3 separate regions of the Mus musculus genome follow, and regions 2 and 3 are each linked to region 1. A link is a contact called in public HiChIP or PLAC-seq data. All regions are on one chromosome and are shown on one strand. The core of a region is the stretch at or near the end of the contact, and the rest is flanking DNA. Distances in the headings are between cores, read along the strand shown. Region 1 overlaps Fam155a (family with sequence similarity 155, member A). Region 2 holds the start of Fam155a (family with sequence similarity 155, member A). Region 3 has its middle 3.7 kb from the start of Gm31135.

Region 1 (3,162 bases), core at 556-3,055:
CAGCTGTAATCAAATGACCAGCTTCCTGATTGACATATGAAGAGCCATAGTTTCACCCCTGCTGTGGCTTTGACCTAAAGCTCTGGACCTTTTCCTCATGCAGTACCACCACTTTCTTGCAAGTACTGCTCTGACCACAAGGTCTTCCTGCAGACTCTTTCCTGTGACTTCCAGAGTAAGACAACAACAGAGTAAACAGGAGTATAGTAATATGCCACATGAGTGCTACAGCCTGTAGACTCGTGGAAAAATTTAAAAGCAATTAAAAAAGACATTTTAGAATAGAGAGAGAGCACATCTAATCCCCCCAAAAGATTTAAGCAGCTGCCATAGTAGGGACTAGCTAAGGTCAACTCTGAAGTTTCTGACTACCTTTGTCTCCTCCCACCCATCCCCCCACCTGTGTGACCCAGGACAGAGTAGGCAGGAGTTGTTATTTAAACTCTCACTGGAATGTCTCAAGATAGAAGACAGCCTTGAAATGACTCAAGGAAACAGACACATTTAACATTTTAGTCCTTGCCTTGAGCTGTATTCCAAGGCAGAGAGGATCTCTATTCACTTTGTTATGATAAGGATATTTTGTAGTAACATTTGGTAGCTTGTGTCAGCATCCTGGGGAGATTTCTTTAAATGGAGCCCAGGGATCCTGTCCCTTCACTCCCCTTCAGTCTTGTTTCCAACATAGTCCAATACCTACATGCTATATTCAGTTTGATCTAAACAGCATTAAAGCTTGGAAAATGGAAGACATTCTGGTTATTTCAAGACTATTTTGCTTTTACTAATGGAGACATTTTGAGAGTCTGTTTTCCATATCGGAGTAGGCTGTCAGACAAGCACAATGAGCAAATGTTTGCAGACCAATAGAAATAATTTATCATAATGCTATACATGTGTTGTTGTGGATAGAATAATTATGTTGCTGAGGCTTTACTTGTGATGTTTACACATATATTATATATATTTATGTCTCTGTAAGGCTATGCCATAGTATATATAATCTATTCCTTTTATATATACACACGTATGCATGTGAAATCAAGTACATGGCTTCGATTCCTGGAAAAACAAGAAACACCTTTCATTTCTATGTGTATTCAATACTGCCAAAATCTCCAATTGACTTAGTTACCGAAAGAGGATGAAAATCAAGGCTCAGAAAGATTAATGTTTGAATGTTTCTCAGATATCAGATATCGCCTGATAACCCATGCCTTTTGCACATGGTTCTGACATCTAATTATATCTTTCATTTACTGCCCTCCCCCAGCAGGACTTAATTATTCATTCACTTTAGAACCAATTTCCCTCCATCTTTCCTTCTTCCTGTCCTGTCTTTCTTTATTTTCCTGCCTTCTTTTATTTAAGAGGGTAGGATCCATTGCAAAGAGGCATGAGTTCATTAGTGAGGGACCAACGTTTTTGGTAGTGATGTCACATAGAGGACCAGCTTTTCATTAGTACATCGTGGTAGGGGGAACAATGCTACCTTTGTAATGAAAGAAAATCCAATGTAATGAGTTACCCACATGTAAATGGCAGAGTGAATAACCTCTATGAGTCACTCGGTTATGCTTAGCAGAACCGCTGTGGTTGAGATTGGAATTCCCTGCTGTTAAAAAGTAGACAATGATGAACTCGGGGACATTCTTCCATAGATCTACGAAGCAGATATTTTTTTTTCTTGATTTTCAACATGCCTGCACAGGTAACTGTTTTAATATTGTAGTTCATTATCCAGTGTGCAAGGGATGGCCACTACAAGGCAAACAGAAGAGAGCAAGGCTGGAATTTATTCTGCTCAAATTAACGTGTGCACAAGTTAAACACACTCAGTGTGCACTGGGAAGCCTGCTGTGCATGGCTGCACTGTGGACTGTCTGCTGCCTGTTTAAAGCCCTATTCTGCTGGGATCTCCTTTCCGCTTTCCGTTGTTTCTGGTGAAACTGTGCAAAGGAGGAGACCCAGGGTAATGATAACCTAAGGCATTGATAGGCAACATCCCTTGGGAATTACAGATTACCCAGCGACCTCAGCATTAACCTGGACAGAGTCTGTTCCCCTCTGGTTCTCTTTCCCTCTCTCCCTAAGTCAAGGTTTTGTATTCACCCTTAGCAGTATAGGGTTTCAGCTAACACTAAAGTTGTCTTTTGTGTGAGCTCAGCTCCCAGGGAAAGTGATGTAGTTTTCCCCATTTTTCCGTTTTCCCATTCTAGAAGGAAAAGCAAAACCCCTATCTGTTTCATTGTGGGGAGAAAGCATTTTTCATGAGTTGCAGAGGATATTAAGAGGGAGTGAAATCCTGTCCCTTCTCCCACCATGTCCTGGGCTCTAGTGTTCAGGGGTTATCACTGTTCTATACTTACAGAGAATAACAACTTCTCTTCATACCAGCAGGATTTTTTCCCCCATTATGGCAAAATGTAACCATTTCAAGAACAGAATGGCTACAACACAAACAGAAGGAGCCTGAAGGATGTGGAAGAGATCAAGAATGGCTTTTCCACTGAGGGCAGGCAGACTTCCCAGGAGATGCATAACCACTTACCTTATGTTGCTCTGAGTACAGCTTTCCAGGTGAGTCTTCACTCAATAAGACACTGATAGGGATACTCCAATGCTTATATCTGCAAGTGTTTGGCTGTCAGTAATGCAGTTACATTGTCTCCTAAACCCATATACCCCAAATCTCTTACATACCCCAAAGAGTACCATATCTTCACAGATTAAAACATAGTACTTCTGTGTATGTGTGTGTACACACACCTGTACATAAATCTCCATGTATAAGGGGAAAGGAGAGAGAAAAGACTGTTTTTAAAGAAAAGGAAAAAGAAACTGGAGAGGTTTGCACTTTTTGGTGTTTTTTTTTTTTTTTGTATTTATGCAGACCATTTTAGGGTTTTCAGTCTCAACAAAACACTAGTAAAACAAAGAATCTAGTAAAATATTTGTGCATGTACTGCTAAACAATTCTAGCAATTTTATTAAGCAATACCTTTATTATTTTTTAATATTCTTAACAGACTGGAACAAAACATTTTATTCAAAACAAAATATGCATACTGTACGCATGTCGCAGGGTTAAGCATGATGCAGAGGATAGATCTGTCTGAACGAAAACGAACGCCTGGGGGAGTTTTATAGCTATAAAGTTAA
Region 2 (3,404 bases), core at 211-2,710, 570 kb after region 1:
GCCTATACTACACAGCTGTCTAAGAGAAAACAGGAAGCTTAAAGAGAACAGGCCTTCAGACTTACTAAAGAATGAAAGCTAGCCCATAAAACCCACAAAATGTGTACGTTTGACTGTTTTCCTCCCTACATTAACAGCTACACTTTCTTCTGTTCCTCTGACCAACCAACCTGATTATGTTAGAAGTGGAGAAATGATTCCCTCTGGCTACCTGCGTGTGTTGGTCCCTTCTCTATTTCCCTGAAAGGAATAGTATGCGCCAACTGCGAAGCTCGAAGAAACAGCTCAAGCCCTGACTTTGTTATCTTAGAAGATAGACTTCCCTGATGTACCAAGAGCTCTGAAAAGAAGGGCATCAGGCCACCAGCAACCTACCAGCTGTCCCCAACTCCATCAGAAAGTCAAGTTCTCATAGCCAGATAAACAATGATTAAACTTACAAAACCGGAGCCAGATAAACGAATCAAACATAAAAAAAGCCGCAGCGAAGGGGAAAGGAACCCGCTGTGCCTACCTTGCAGTCCTCAGGACAGGACTTCACCGAGTACTCATCCGACTGTAAGTACTTATGCAGCACGCTTTCAAACTCTTCGTACTTCTCCTGAGCGTGGTGGTCGTAGTCCTGGTAAGCCTCGATGCACTGTCTACACGTGGTCATCTCACCGCCCTCCGTGAGCACCACGTCCAGACTGCAGTTCAAAGTACTGGGGCTGGACAGCCCCGAAAACAACTCCCAAAGTGTGTAGGAATTACAAAATGAAAGGTAAAAATCCGACAAGTTCCACAGCGGAGTTGGCCGAGAGCCCCTGGACGACTGCTCCTCCCCCGCGGCCGCCCCCCGACTCCAGTTCCTGGCGCACACAGCGTCCGCGCTCTCCACGGTGAAGCACTGGCCGGAGGAGGCGCCCTGGGGGTAACAAGTCTCTAGGCGCCACACCGGCTTGGCAGAGTTTCCTAGAAAAAGAGCCCTGCTCCGGTTGTTCTTGCCTCGGTTGCCCTTGCTGCCGCCGCCGCCTCCCGGGGAGGGGGGCAGGGTGGGGGACGAGGAGGCGGAGAGGAGTCTGTGTGCCTGGGCGGCGGGCGAGGACTCCCCCATGCTGGCCAGGAGCGCGGGCCAGGAGGGCTCCTGCTGTCGCTGCCTCTGCTGCTGTCGCTGCCGCTGCTGCTGTCGCTGCTGCTGCTGCTGCTGCTGTTGCTGCTGTTGCTGCTGCTGTTGCTGCTGTTGCTGCTGCTGTTGGTGATGCTCTTTGTCCCGGGTCCGGGTCAGCTTGGCCTCGGCGCAGAACCACAAGTGATCAGAGAGCAGGACTGTGAAAAACAAGAGAGAAGCCAGAGACAGTCGCCATTTCTGAGCCCGCTCTGAATCGATGAACGGTTTCTCGTTCTCCCGGGGTGCTGCCAACCAGATTTTTAAGCCGTCGTCATACTGCCGACACATCCAAGCACCCCTGGTCATATTTTGGGAACGCACAGCCCTGGCCGACTCCACCGTGAGGGCTCCTGTGCCGGTGTCACCACAATATGCATTGACTTAAAGGGTTTAATTTCCGTATCCCCTCCTCCCGTTTCTTCTCTCTCTCTCTCTCTCTCTCTCTCTCTCTCTCTCTCCCTACATAAATATTACCATACTTTGGAGGAAGATCTTGCTTCCGACCTAAGCATCAGCCGACCCCATCCCTTGAAGAGTGGGAGACAATAAGAGAGAGAGAGAGAGAGAGAGAGAGAGAGAGAGAGAGAGAGAGAGAGAGAGAGAGACGCGGAGGCTGGTGCTGTGCTGGCCGGTGGGGAGGCTGAGTGCGGGAGGTGATGGTGGTGGAGGTGGCTGGGTGGCTGGCGCTGCTCCTATCACCCCGGCATTGTCAGCGCGCGGGTCCCCATGGCCCAGCTGAGGACAGCCCGCTCTCCCCTGCCAGGGGCATGCCGCGTCTCTGCTGCCCACTGACGGCGACCGGAGCGCCTCCCCTCCTCCTCTCCTCCTCCTCTTCTCCTCCTCTTCCTCCTCCTTCCTCTCCGTCGCTGGCTTCTCCTCCGCCTCCCGCGCCTACTTCGCGCTGGCTCTCCCCGCGCCCCGAGCTTGGGCGGCCGCCGGCGGGGCTGTCCCTCCCCCCCACCCCCCACCCCGCGCTCCGACTGTCGCCGCGGCCGCTGCAGGTCTGCCCGCGGGCGCCGCCGGGGGCCGAGTCGCCTGCTCTGGGCCTCCCGAGGCCACAGTCATCTTCAGTCCCCGGGCTAAGTTGCCGCCATCTTCGTCCTGGAGGCACACTTTTTTGGGGGGAGCGCTGGATTTTGCGTCATCTCCTCCCGCCCCGAGGTCTCTCCATCCTGGTGCAGTGACAGCAGCTTGGCCCGGGGCGGAGGACGAAGACGCGCCCCGGCAGCTTGAAGACCCGCTGTCCACCGCCCCCTCCGGGTCCTGTACACCCAGGCTTTTGCCCAGGGGTTGCGATCCCTCCCCACTTTTTATTTCAGAGTCAAGACGTGGGCCGAGTGGCCAAGGCTGCTGACCTGGGTCTTCAGCTTCTCCTTAGGACCCCGCTGTCTAGGGGACAAGTCCCAGACACCAGAGGGCAGCTAAGAGGTCCCTGTTGGGGACTAGGGACTGGGTATCATTTCCCTCGCTAGACAATCTTCTGCAAGAGGAGGCTGATTAGAGGAGGGGCGAGGTGACTTTGCAGGCTCAGTCTGAACGCTTTTTGAGTCTCTAGAGAGCTCCACTGCGTTTGGGTTTTGTCCTAAATCGGTTTTATGGGTCAGAAAGGATGCGGGGTGTGTGCATCTGTGTGTCTGCCTACACGGTGCTGTTTAACCGACACTGTGTGTGTGCTGCAGCTGTGACCACACTGTACTCCATGTCTGACCACGCTTTCTCCTCCAAAGTAAGCGGCAACAAAAGGTCTCCCCGCTCCAGGGAAGCACCAGCACTGCAGTACACCTCACCAGCATTGAGTGGGGGCCCTAATCTTGGAGGATTCCTGCAGAGGACCCCTAAGACCCTGAGGCATCTGCTCACTGTGCCTGCTGCCCAGCCCCGCTGGGTGGGCTCCTCTGCGCTGGAACTTCCGCAGCGCCCTCCAAGCTGGCACTACAGTCCAAGGCTCTGGTGCCCCTTAGTGTTGGCTCTAGGAGTTCCAGGAAGGAAAAGACAGACACATACTGGGAAAACCTGGGGTCCCCTGATTTCCAACCGACAAGGTGGGGATGCCAGGAGCAAACACCAGTCTCCTGGGGTCTGGGCAGCTCTTGCAAACCGCCCAGGTCCCTACCTGAGCCCAGAGCACCAGACCAGAGGATGCCAGGTGCTCTCTCTGGCCTCCAGGCACTCTTAACAGCCACCATGTCACTCTCTTCCCCTGTATCCCCAAGCCAATGCACATTCGAAAGAGCTTACCAGATGCCCTGAATCC
Region 3 (3,292 bases), core at 612-3,111, 720 kb before region 1:
GTAAAATTAATTGTGTCATTGTATTATTTTCTAATTAAAATGGGAACAAACAAGTAAGATAAAAGCCAAAAATAAGTGAGAGAAATCTGGACCGTTAATTGTTTCTGGCTCCAACTAATTTTTAAATGTCTCAGGTTAAGAAACGAGCACACGTTTAATTCTGACAAAACCATATTTCCTAGCCAGACATCAGAGCTCATGGCTGCAATCCCAGAACTCTGGAGGTGGAGACAGGAGGGTTTCCACAACTTGAAGCCAGCCAGCCTGGGCTACTTTGTAGTGGTTTTCAGACCAGCCTGTGACTCTGTGTAAGATCTTGTCTCAAACACACACACACACACACACACACACACACACACACACACACACCACTTTCTCTGCTAGTCACCAAATTAACATTCCAAGCACTGGGAGAAGAATTTGAACCAAATTTTTGGAAGCAGACAGGAAATGCTAATTTTAAAAGCTATTTATTAACATAAACTTTAATCCCAACACTTGGGAGGAGAGGCAGGTGGATCTCTGAGTTCCAGGCTAGCCTGGTCTACAGAGTGAGTTAGTTCCAAGATAGCCAGGGCAATACAGAGAAAAACTCTTGACTTGAAAATGGATCGTCTATTTTAAATAACAGGGGGACTTTTGACCTGTAATGCTGTTTTTGTCAGCTCATTGAATAATTCCTGATTGATTATCCTTTTTTTTTTTTTTTTAATTCCCTGAAGGAGTACTGCTTCCCCCAAGTAGCTGAGACTGGTTTAATAAACACTTGCAGTGTGAATGTGGGTGAGCTTTTCTATTGATGCTTTAACTTCACTTCAGGTTAATCAGCCCACGTCACTAGCGCAAACATACTTGAAACACTAAAATGAGAATGGACCTGACAGGCCCGTGACGTGTACACAATGATTTTACAATTGCTACTTAAAACTAAGTTCCTTTGGTCAGGGTCATACTTTAGATATGTTACCTATATTGTTAGGTTCCACAAAAGAACACAGGGCTCATAGCAACAGGGGCAGAATAAATGTCTCCATGAGATTCCAAGGGCATTAGTCACTTGATAGCTTGTGTGGTGCACAACAAAGCCGGGGCCAGCTAAGTCCTTTCGGATACACAGAAGGAAGGGCTCAGACAAAAGGCTGAGGCTGCCGCCTGATATCCAAGAGCAAATGACAACTCTTAAAACTCTCCCTGCTCTGAACTGCTCAAGAAAATATGAAAGTAATTTTCAAAGAGCATGGCTTGACGCTTCTCTCCTAAAAGAAAATCCTCCCCAGAGTCTCTGATTAAAGAAGGGCGTAATCACTCTTTCTGATTCACTCTGATTTCACCTCAAAGGGGACCCGAGGTTTCTTTATACCAAGTTGACTCTTACTTCAAACCAAAGGCAGAAGAGAGGGAAAAAAAAGTCAAGTCAGTTTGAGCAGCCTCTCCCAAAAAGCTCAGAACGTCAGGTTATTTATAGGTGTTAAACTGAACCTTTAAACACAGAAATTGCCAGCCTCTATCTGACGCAGCGTGTAAGACAAGGACACAGGTCTTGTGCAACTCTGAGGTGGGTTAAATAACTCAGACACAAAATTTATGTGCCTCGTGCCATCACGGCTTCTGACCCAATGCTGTATAGTCTGTAGTGAACGTGAGTGGCGCGCACATGTGTGTGTGTGTGTGTGTGTGTGTGTGTGTGTGTGTGTGAATGAATGTGTGATATGTTGTATGTAAAGAGTCCAAGGCAAGAATCAGTATCCTGTCCTGCCCATAGATGCACAAGCACCCAGCATCCAGAGGGTAAGGTAGTGTGTTCCTTGATGAGCGCTCTGGGAACAAGCCCAGCCTGGAAAGGGTTGAGAGCATAGGGCTGCCAGGCCAGCTCACACTCCCGAGCCAGTGAGCCTGTCCAACTAATCGGCCGGGTTTGTTTGCACAGCTTTGCTGGAGCGTTTGCAGGGATGCACCCCCAGCTCCCCGCAGAGCCTGAGAGAGAGTGGCCAGCCAAGATACCAGCGGGACCAGGATTCACCTGCATGCCCAGATACGGGCAGAAAAAACATAGCACAGTTTGTCCAAACAGCCCTGGGCGCTGCAGGATGGCTGTCCCCGAGGTCTTCCCCCAGCTTTGCTGCCAGGGGACACCAGCCAGGTTTATCTAAGGGCTGAGATACACTCTTTGAAATTCGCAGTCAGGCAGGCCTGCTGTGACCCAGGGAGGGACTTCTAGAGCTCCCCCGGGGAGCCAAGCTCTACCTGGAAACGCTTGGCAGACACATTCAATGAGGTTCCCACAGCCCACAGCCTTAGTCAGCACCTGGTCGGTGGAGTGACTCAGAAATTGGGAGCGAGGAGGGGCTTCAGGTTTTCTGAACCCACTGTCACGTACGTCACGTGATTAACCAAAGCATGAGCCTGCTCAGAACCACAGGCAGGAGCCATCTGCCTTTGTCTTGCCTTTGTTATCTTACAGAACCAGCACGGGGAGGAACAGCCTTTGACTTTCCAGATTCCCCCACCACCATCACCAACCCCCACCTCCAGCAGCAGGCTGGGTGATAACGTTTTTGATTAAGCTCTTGCACACATCAGCAAAGCCTAATTATGAAAGATCTAATAATATATCGCCGTGTTTCTCTGACAACCACGGGCGTCTCCTCTCAGCATCCTCCGAGCTATTGGAAAGGGGAGCAGACACTGACACCTCGCACTAACTGCACAGGGAGAGGGCCAGGCCTAGAACCTTCTGCACAGGACGATTGGGGTCTTTCTGCAACACCCATCTCCTGCAAGGGCAAACTTGGCTATACACAAAAAGGGATTTGTTTGATTTTGTTTTTTAAGTCGGGGGTGTGGGGTGGGGAATTAAGCGTTGTTTGGCAATTAAAATAAGTGGAATGAAGAATCATCTCATTAGCATTCCTCCAGTGGCAAAGGATGTTCAAACCTTGCGACCCTGGCGGTAAGATGCCTCACACTGCCGCTGCTTTATGTATAGCTAAAAATACATTCGGTGACACTTTAACCGGCAAGAGAAAGCACTCCGTTTCTCTATACATATGGAAATAAGCTCTCTCCGGAGACACCTGGAACAATGGCGGCAAAATCTATATCAAAAGAGACGCAGCCTCTGCACAGCTTTCCTTTGTGCCCAGAATGCTTGTGGCAGCCCTGAGTTCATGGATTTCTACCGTGGTGCAATTTAAAACAAATGATGCTTGCTTACCTCCAACCCCCACCTCCCTGCAGGCAGCTTGCCTGCGTGTGCAGGCAGTATACCAGGGGGTCCTTCACAGAGGAATTT

Evidence for each region. HiChIP or PLAC-seq counts read pairs in DNA pulled down with a chosen protein or histone mark.
Region 2: an H3K27ac HiChIP or PLAC-seq map of oligodendrocyte precursor cells shows a contact between it and region 1, with 7 times the contacts expected there. The contact joins the promoter of Fam155a here to the enhancer-like site in region 1. A contact is called at or near these places in 5 of 39 promoter capture datasets (embryonic stem cells, hematopoietic stem and progenitor cells, liver and 2 more) and 6 of 115 datasets of contacts at active chromatin or transcription factors (embryonic basal ganglia, embryonic forebrain, forebrain and 3 more).
Region 3: a FOXA1 HiChIP or PLAC-seq map of pancreatic cancer cells shows a contact between it and region 1. The contact joins two enhancer-like sites. A contact is called at or near these places in 2 of 115 datasets of contacts at active chromatin or transcription factors (embryonic stem cells and pancreatic cancer cells) and 1 of 9 other capture datasets (embryonic stem cells).

The regions. Positions count from the first base shown.
Region 1 is chr8:9,203,021-9,206,182 of GRCm38.p6, forward strand. Fam155a (family with sequence similarity 155, member A) reads right to left here. Exons shown (of 3, transcript NM_173446.2): 3 at 2,990-3,162. Among named protein-coding and RNA genes, the nearest start is that of Gm39128, 37 kb to the left of the region's middle. Within about 2 kb of position 1,806, at least 37 of the 459 cell types and tissues checked have an H3K27ac peak or open chromatin away from gene starts, as enhancers often do. A contact at or near this core is called in embryonic forebrain, oligodendrocyte precursor cells and pancreatic cancer cells, where this site is marked.
Region 2 is chr8:9,769,563-9,772,966 of GRCm38.p6, forward strand. Fam155a (family with sequence similarity 155, member A) reads right to left here and starts at 1,461. Exons shown (of 3, transcript NM_173446.2): 1 at 515-1,461. The coding sequence starts at 1,456.
Region 3 is chr8:8,486,815-8,490,106 of GRCm38.p6, forward strand. No RefSeq gene overlaps it. Among named protein-coding and RNA genes, the nearest start is that of Gm31135, 3.7 kb to the left of the region's middle. RefSeq lists an enhancer at 1,240-3,292. Within about 2 kb of position 1,862, at least 143 of the 459 cell types and tissues checked have an H3K27ac peak or open chromatin away from gene starts, as enhancers often do. A contact at or near this core is called in pancreatic cancer cells, where this site is marked.